2 separate regions of the Mus musculus genome follow, and region 1 is linked to region 2. A link is a contact called in public Hi-C data. All regions are on one chromosome and are shown on one strand. The core of a region is the stretch at or near the end of the contact, and the rest is flanking DNA. Distances in the headings are between cores, read along the strand shown. Region 1 holds the start of Ar (androgen receptor). Region 2 has its middle 220 kb from the start of Ar.

What was found. Hi-C and Micro-C count contacts between places; a contact is called where the count stands out from the background.
Region 1: a Hi-C map of uterus shows a contact between it and region 2, with 6 times the contacts expected there. The contact joins the promoter of Ar here to the enhancer-like site in region 2. A contact is called at or near these places in 1 of 39 promoter capture datasets (liver), 7 of 484 Hi-C or Micro-C datasets (pancreatic cancer cells and uterus) and 2 of 115 datasets of contacts at active chromatin or transcription factors (heart atrium and kidney).

What each region holds. Positions count from the first base shown.
Region 1 is chrX:98,147,071-98,151,284 of GRCm38.p6, forward strand. Ar (androgen receptor) reads left to right here and starts at 1,687. Exons shown (of 8, transcript NM_013476.4): 1 at 1,687-4,214. The coding sequence starts at 2,712.
Region 2 is chrX:97,921,955-97,926,528 of GRCm38.p6, forward strand. No RefSeq gene overlaps it. Among named protein-coding and RNA genes, the nearest start is that of Ar, 220 kb to the right of the region's middle. Within about 2 kb of position 2,202, at least 13 of the 459 cell types and tissues checked have an H3K27ac peak or open chromatin away from gene starts, as enhancers often do. A contact at or near this core is called in kidney and uterus, where this site is marked.

The sequences.
Region 1 (4,214 bases), core at 437-2,936, 220 kb after region 2:
CATTTCAGCACCCTACACTAGAATACTGAGAATTACCCATTTTACAGTTGGACAGCTTTTGAATAACTTTGCTATTTTTTTTTTAATCCTAAAGAGTGGTTTGTGAAACTAAGAAAAAAGCAATAACAAATGCACAATAAGGCCTCAACTGCCTTACTCACAGCAGATAATTTTTCACCTGGGAAGGAGGAAGCACTCTCAGGTCATTTTGTTAGAAAAGTTTACTTTATGCTGTTTTCCAAGAGTTGTGGATCTGATGAGTGTACAGCTAGTGTAGAAAAAAAAAAAAAAAAACCTGGAAAGTTTATGTTCTGCTAATATGGGAAATACAACAATGTCCTTGCTTCCCTTCTTTATCTGTGAAGCAGAGTTGATCATGCATACTTCTTTTCCCCCTTGAGGTTTCAGTTAACTCCTTCAATAAAGGTAAACTCTCAGTACAATGGATAAAGCACCCCCCCCCAACTGTAGAAGCCTGTAAATGTGGAAATAGCTAGTGTGATTGCATACTCCACCAACGCCAGTATTTGAAAAGCTGAATCAGAAGGATCATTGGGGTACAAAAGAAATCCCTGTCTCGAAAGAAAGATAAAACAATGCCCCCCAAAACAAATAAGAACACCGTGAGTCTCACAAAACAAATGCACTCATGTGCCTGCTGGGACAGATCCAGAGGTTAAAGCCATTTACAAGTGATGGGGTCTACAACCTTTCTCTAAGGACATTTTCTGTATAGGTCTAGTCTCCATCTTTCTATTGCATACTTGTCCCTACAGTTGGGAGTATCCTACATCATCTTCATTCACTCTTACTTGTCCATCAAAAGAAAGATCATCCCTCTGTGATTCCTCTACCAAAGGTAAGGGTTTTCAAGTGCAAACAATTTAGACATCTAAAGGATTCTATACAAACAACGCTTTGGACAAAATCAAAGGTTCGTGTATGCATGACAAGTGTTTTTGACATTTGTGTTTGCCCACTTTTCTGGATGATTTTTGCCTGTGCATGTCTGAAGAAATAAAACGTATAAATTACAGGTAATTCCCAACAGAAAGAAGGGCTGGGAATAAGGTAGAAATGACCACCATGGGCTTCTTGGGCCCAGAATTCCCAGATCAAATGGCTTGGTGTCAGGAATTCCCAGCTATCCTACAGGAGGATCTCAAAGGTTTCAGCAAGAGTTGCTTTGACTGCAGCTTGTTCTTTAATGTCAGGAGACTCTCCCTTCTGCTTGTCCTGGTGGGCCCTGGGGGGAGCGGGGAGGGAATACCTAAGAGCAATTGGTAGCTGGTACTTCTAATGCCTCTTCCTCCTCCAACCTCCAAGAGTCTGTTTTGGGATTGGGTTCAGGAATGAAATTCTGCCTGTGCTAACCTCCTGGGGAGCCGGTAGACTTGTCTGTTAAAAATCGCTTCTGCTTTGGAGCCTAAAGCCCGGTTCCGAAAAACAAGTGGTATTTAGGGAAGAGGGGTCTTCAAAGGCTACAGTGAGTCATTCCAGCCTTCAACCATACTACGCCAGCACTACGTTCTCTAAAGCCACTCTGCGCTAGCTTGCGGTGAGGGGAGGGGAGAAAAGGAAAGGGGAGGGGAGGGGAGGGGAGAGAGAAAGGAGGTGGGAAGGCAGAGAGGCCGGCCTGCGGGGGCGGGACCGACTCACAAACTGTTGCATTTGCTTTCCACCTCCCAGCGCCCCCTCGGAGATCCCTAGGAGCCAGCCTGCTGGGAGAACCAGAGGGTCCGGAGCAAACCTGGAGGCTGAGAGGGCATCAGAGGGGAAAAGACTGAGCTAGCCACTCCAGTGCCATACAGAAGCTTAAGGGACGCACCACGCCAGCCCCAGCCCAGCGACAGCCAACGCCTGTTGCAGAGCGGCGGCTTCGAAGCCGCCGCCCAGGAGCTGCCCTTTCCTCTTCGGTGAAGTTTCTAAAAGCTGCGGGAGACTCAGAGGAAGCAAGGAAAGTGTCCGGTAGGACTACGGCTGCCTTTGTCCTCTTCCCCTCTACCCTTACCCCCTCCTGGGTCCCCTCTCCAGGAGCTGACTAGGCAGGCTTTCTGGCCAACCCTCTCCCCTACACCCCCAGCTCTGCCAGCCAGTTTGCACAGAGGTAAACTCCCTTTGGCTGAGAGTAGGGGAGCTTGTTGCACATTGCAAGGAAGGCTTTTGGGAGCCCAGAGACTGAGGAGCAACAGCACGCCCAGGAGAGTCCCTGGTTCCAGGTTCTCGCCCCTGCACCTCCTCCTGCCCGCCCCTCACCCTGTGTGTGGTGTTAGAAATGAAAAGATGAAAAGGCAGCTAGGGTTTCAGTAGTCGAAAGCAAAACAAAAGCTAAAAGAAAACAAAAAGAAAATAGCCCAGTTCTTATTTGCACCTGCTTCAGTGGACTTTGAATTTGGAAGGCAGAGGATTTCCCCTTTTCCCTCCCGTCAAGGTTTGAGCATCTTTTAATCTGTTCTTCAAGTATTTAGAGACAAACTGTGTAAGTAGCAGGGCAGATCCTGTCTTGCGCGTGCCTTCCTTTACTGGAGACTTTGAGGTTATCTGGGCACTCCCCCCACCCACCCCCCCTCCTGCAAGTTTTCTTCCCCGGAGCTTCCCGCAGGTGGGCAGCTAGCTGCAGATACTACATCATCAGTCAGGAGAACTCTTCAGAGCAAGAGACGAGGAGGCAGGATAAGGGAATTCGGTGGAAGCTACAGACAAGCTCAAGGATGGAGGTGCAGTTAGGGCTGGGAAGGGTCTACCCACGGCCCCCATCCAAGACCTATCGAGGAGCGTTCCAGAATCTGTTCCAGAGCGTGCGCGAAGCGATCCAGAACCCGGGCCCCAGGCACCCTGAGGCCGCTAACATAGCACCTCCCGGCGCCTGTTTACAGCAGAGGCAGGAGACTAGCCCCCGGCGGCGGCGGCGGCAGCAGCACACTGAGGATGGTTCTCCTCAAGCCCACATCAGAGGCCCCACAGGCTACCTGGCCCTGGAGGAGGAACAGCAGCCTTCACAGCAGCAGGCAGCCTCCGAGGGCCACCCTGAGAGCAGCTGCCTCCCCGAGCCTGGGGCGGCCACCGCTCCTGGCAAGGGGCTGCCGCAGCAGCCACCAGCTCCTCCAGATCAGGATGACTCAGCTGCCCCATCCACGTTGTCCCTGCTGGGCCCCACTTTCCCAGGCTTAAGCAGCTGCTCCGCCGACATTAAAGACATTTTGAACGAGGCCGGCACCATGCAACTTCTTCAGCAGCAGCAACAACAGCAGCAGCACCAACAGCAGCACCAACAGCACCAACAGCAGCAGGAGGTAATCTCCGAAGGCAGCAGCGCAAGAGCCAGGGAGGCCACGGGGGCTCCCTCTTCCTCCAAGGATAGTTACCTAGGGGGCAATTCAACCATATCTGACAGTGCCAAGGAGTTGTGTAAAGCAGTGTCTGTGTCCATGGGATTGGGTGTGGAAGCATTGGAACATCTGAGTCCAGGGGAACAGCTTCGGGGAGACTGCATGTACGCGTCGCTCCTGGGAGGTCCACCCGCGGTGCGTCCCACTCCTTGTGCGCCGCTGCCCGAATGCAAAGGTCTTCCCCTGGACGAAGGCCCAGGCAAAAGCACTGAAGAGACTGCTGAGTATTCCTCTTTCAAGGGAGGTTACGCCAAAGGATTGGAAGGTGAGAGCTTGGGGTGCTCTGGCAGCAGTGAAGCAGGTAGCTCTGGGACACTTGAGATCCCGTCCTCTCTGTCTCTGTATAAATCTGGAGCACTAGACGAGGCAGCAGCATACCAGAATCGCGACTACTACAACTTTCCGCTGGCTCTGTCCGGGCCGCCGCACCCCCCGCCCCCTACCCATCCACACGCCCGTATCAAGCTGGAGAACCCATTGGACTACGGCAGCGCCTGGGCTGCGGCGGCAGCGCAATGCCGCTATGGGGACTTGGGTAGTCTACATGGAGGGAGTGTAGCCGGGCCCAGCACTGGATCGCCCCCAGCCACCACCTCTTCTTCCTGGCATACTCTCTTCACAGCTGAAGAAGGCCAATTATATGGGCCAGGAGGCGGGGGCGGCAGCAGCAGCCCAAGCGATGCCGGGCCTGTAGCCCCCTATGGCTACACTCGGCCCCCTCAGGGGCTGACAAGCCAGGAGAGTGACTACTCTGCCTCCGAAGTGTGGTATCCTGGTGGAGTTGTGAACAGAGTACCCTATCCCAGTCCCAATTGTGTCAAAAGT
Region 2 (4,574 bases), core at 952-3,451:
CATTTGGAGCCTCTGGTGGCCCTGCACAGACTTGGACATCCTAGGAGGCATCTCCTCAAAGTCACGTCATTCCCTGACACAGTGTCTCTCAGAACACTCCTGGAAATAACATTGGCCCTTTTCAGTTACCTTATCATATTGCAAAACCATATCTAATATGAGAAAATCTCATCCTCACACACACTGTTACCCAATCCAATGGAGAACCACATGTTCACATGTCTGAGGCCAAAAATAATATATGATTGTGGATAGTGGTAACGTTTCCAGGAAGCATTCTTGAACTGAGAAGAGCTGACCACTTTCTCTTGAACTGTTCTATCTTCTCAGTATTCCACTTATTATGTAGCAGCCACCACTTCTAATCTTTGTGATGTAAATACTTTCCTATTCATGAACTTTCTTCATGTGGGATTTATGCCCAAGCAACTCTAATTTTAAGGACTGAAATCTAATAGCATAATCTTTGCAGACCAACAGTAAGAGCTTACTATCTTTCCATATTAGACTACAAAGGATGAGGAAAAGTCATTACTACTAATACTGCACTTTAGGAACATATTCATGGTAAAACATGAAAGGAACAGTTTCCAACAGTCAAAATGTCCTGACTGTTTGGTATTCTCCAGTTCATGACTGCAAAGTTAATGAGTGAAGGTATAGTATACCATGGGGCAAAAGAAATGTAAAGTATTGTCTCTAAGTACAAATAATATAAGTTGTGTGATGCACCCAGAAGAATGTTGTGGAGAGTACATATTAAGAGAAAAATACTAATTGTGAAAATACTACAATGTTAAGTGGGAAAGAAAGACAGAAAATAGGTTAAATGTTTACTTATATTTTTGAAAAATCTATAAATAAAATTTTAGGTTAAAGTATACTCCAATCCAAGCAATTCTTAATATTATGGTAGTTGAATTATAGCAAATATTTACATTTTTCTATTTGTTCAATTTGAAATTCAATTATTTTATTGTAATAAAAATGCATGCTTAAATTTATATTTAAAAATATAAATCTATAAGAACCCCTCTAAATTATATTCAAACAAATATTTATTGAATATCTACTTTATGCAAGTACATCAGTATGCACCAGACCACAATGAAGAAATATCAGGATATCCTGTCTCAAGGAATAAAAAAATTCATCTCCAGGGTTAATGCAAAATAAAATCGTTAACTTCTGAATCACTTCCAGAATTTTATAACCCCAAACCATTGGTTAAATAAAAGTCTTAATAAACTACGACATGAGAAATAAGAAAGCTCTCATTTTCAGATATAACTATGAACTTATAAGTCAATAAAATATAGCTTAAATTTAAGAAATTACCTTCACCAACTGACGATTTCACTCCATGGAAAAGAAGATCAATCAATGGCATCATACTCTTAATTCTAAGAAACGAAGAGAGACAGGAAGTTCTATGAAAGGATATTGTAATTGTTTCAGAAAATCTGTCATTGTAACCTGATTTTTGCACATCATTTTATCCCCAAGGATCATAATCACCTCATTTTTCAAATGTAAAGGTGGGACAAGAAAGCTATAGCAATCGGGTGCAACTGTTCAACATGTTATGGCTTTCTAATTCATTCATGTAGTATCCCTTTCTAGTTCAAGCTTCCCATGATCATAACATTATGTGGCTAATAAAGATAAGAGGAATCAAGGCACATGCAAGGAACACATTCAAATCATAGTGGTTAATGGATGAATCAATGTGAGTCATAGGATCACCTTCCCACAGGAGCTTCTTGAACATATTGACCATGGGGTTTGATGTTAAGAGCTATGTTGTAGACAATTGAACCTACCTCATCCTTAAGGCCAAGGCTGCATGATCCAAAAATTCTCTTCAAAAGTTAAACTAAGTCCTCAAAACTGAGAGGCAAGGAATCACACTAAGCCCCCTTGCCTGAAAGTAAAGGCAAGAAAGCAGGTCTGATGGAGAAGCACCACTTCCTAAACTCTGTGATCTATGACCTTCTGGGGTTTGGCCACTACCCGAGAAATCCTTACCAGGAGATTGATCCTCATAACCAGAAAAATGATCTCAACAGAACTGAACTCCTTGCCCTTAAGAGGCATGATCTGATTCTGAGAAAACTTCTCTTTACACACCCTCTGGTCTTTCTCAACTCCTCCTCTGAGCAATGCTGGCGAGGCTGAGGAATGAGAAGCACCAGCTGGAACAAGCAGCAGAACCTTGAGCATTAGAACTAGGTCAGGCCCCAGGGGAGTTCTTTGGGAGACCCTTTCCATTCCTCTGAGACTTGGGCTGAAACGACGCACTGGATGTTTGCAGTGCTGAAGACCTAGAATATGGACTTGTTTCCTTTCTCCTTTGCTAGTTTGACTGCTTCTGCTTGCTTGTTTACAGTTTTGTTGGGAGACCCAGGGCAACAATAAGACATAAATGAAAAGATGTGTTCATGTGGGGCTCAGCATTCCTAGGAATGCTTTCAGTACAGTTTGCCAGAATGATGTTCCAGCTGCAGCCAGAGCCTGACAAGAAGCTCTGCAGAGGGGGAAAAACAAAGGAGCCAGCTCAAAGTGGATCTAAAGTCTGACTTCAGATTTCTCATTTGACACAAATCCAAATAGGCAGAATGATTCAGTAAGAGAGTAAACATTAACAAATTTCACAGCCTGGTACAGGATAATGCCCAAATGATTGAATATTATCTTCCTTCATCCTTAAAGTTAAGTAAGTAAGTATTCTACACTGCTTCCAAGAAAGCAGAGTGGAACTTTGTCTAGTGCACTGGAGTTAGACAATTCTAGAACTGTATTGGGCAGATATCTAAAAAGTGTTCAATATGTATACATGAGTCTACTGACCAAGGCTGTGTTGTTAATATTATTAATCTTTAGCAAGTCAATTATATTCTCTGTTCCTTAATTTTGCTATCCGCAATATGAAGATGGTATTCTCTTTCCTACTTACCTGATGAAATACCTGCTGAACATAAAATAAAATGTATATAGCAGTGTTGTATATTTGTTAGATGAGTTTCTTTTAGAGAGCCTAGGTCAAAGCAATTGAGCAACAGCTGAAATAGATCTACTGGTTTTCCTCAGCTTATAAGGGAGGAGTCAGGGAAGGATAGTCAATGCGAACTTGAACTCCTTGTTTTGCAATTTCACTCAAAAGATGATAAGGAAGACCTAGACTACAACAAGAATTTTGAAACGAACCTAAAATAGAAATATTCCAATTCTCTGTGTCTTAGAGTATTTTTAATTCAGGGCTGAGCACTTCTTTTGTACAGAGGCAGTTGCACATATTATAGAGTCCAACATATTGCATTCACACATGGCTTCTTTGTGAAATTGTATGCTATTCACTACATATTTCAATTATTTTATTTGCAAACATGGGTGGTAATTTCAGTGCCTACTTTAGTGATTGTAATGAATTTTAAAGGGTTAAGATATAAATATACATTTTAAATGTTTCTAGGCTTGAATTAAACGGGTAATAATGTAGCTATTGTTAGTATTCTAGAACATACCCATCAAGTCCATACTCTCTAGGTATGTGGCACAATGATGATGACTGATTTTTAGTTTCTGCTCTTTGGAACTCATGGAAGCTACTTGAACAAGTATTTTCTACAGGGTTATGGTCTACCAATTTTCCACTGGCCTTCTTAGCTACTCTCTTTTGCTGTAAAAAAGCAAACAACTATATAGGAGAACAACTCTTTTCTGATCTTCTTCCCTTTTCTTAAATTTATATACAAGTTAATTTTCAGCATAACCACAATAGCAAAATTTTGGAAAATCACTGAAATGGCACCTGGTCCATCTTTTACAAAATCATGTTACTCAGAATTATATCTCAACTACATTAAGAAATATAACCTACAACTTGCTCTTTTAGTTGTTCTCCTGTGCCTTTCATTGTTCCCCCTTTCTGCCTGCTATTTAAAAAAAAAAAGTGTTATTCTCAGGCAGAAAAGAGAGCAAGGTCAAAGAGCAAGGCAACAGAAAAGAGTGAGGATAATATATCAACCAGCACTAGTTGGCAATACTACACAGTGACAAGATGATGATCTACTTCAAAATTCCTACGTCAGTCCTGACATTGAACTTGTCCCACAGCCTGTAACACAGAACTGAGATTAGAACCAAAGGATTAGTCTGAAACACACCTTGGCATTCCTCTATTTAATACTTCCTTGTATCAATTGACAGAGAAATTGGGGCCCACAGACGTTCAATAATCAACTATTACAGCTGTGAAAGCAGTTTTATACAGTTCATTTTCATTTTCCCAAACTTTTCATTCCCTGTGCAGGACACAATGCTTGATTTTTATCTTTTTTATTTCACCTAATTTTCAAGGCATGCATATAAGACAGTTACCGGACAAAGGGGTAGAACAGACCCACCTTATAGAAAAATAACACTAAAAGGCATGTCTTGGGTTACTCAGTCATTACTCAGACTTATTTACAAATAAATACACACTCCATCATTTCATAATGTCTCAATGAGAAAATAAGATTGACCAAAAATACCTGATTTGTGAACATTTCTTAAACAAGGAAACCTGTTTT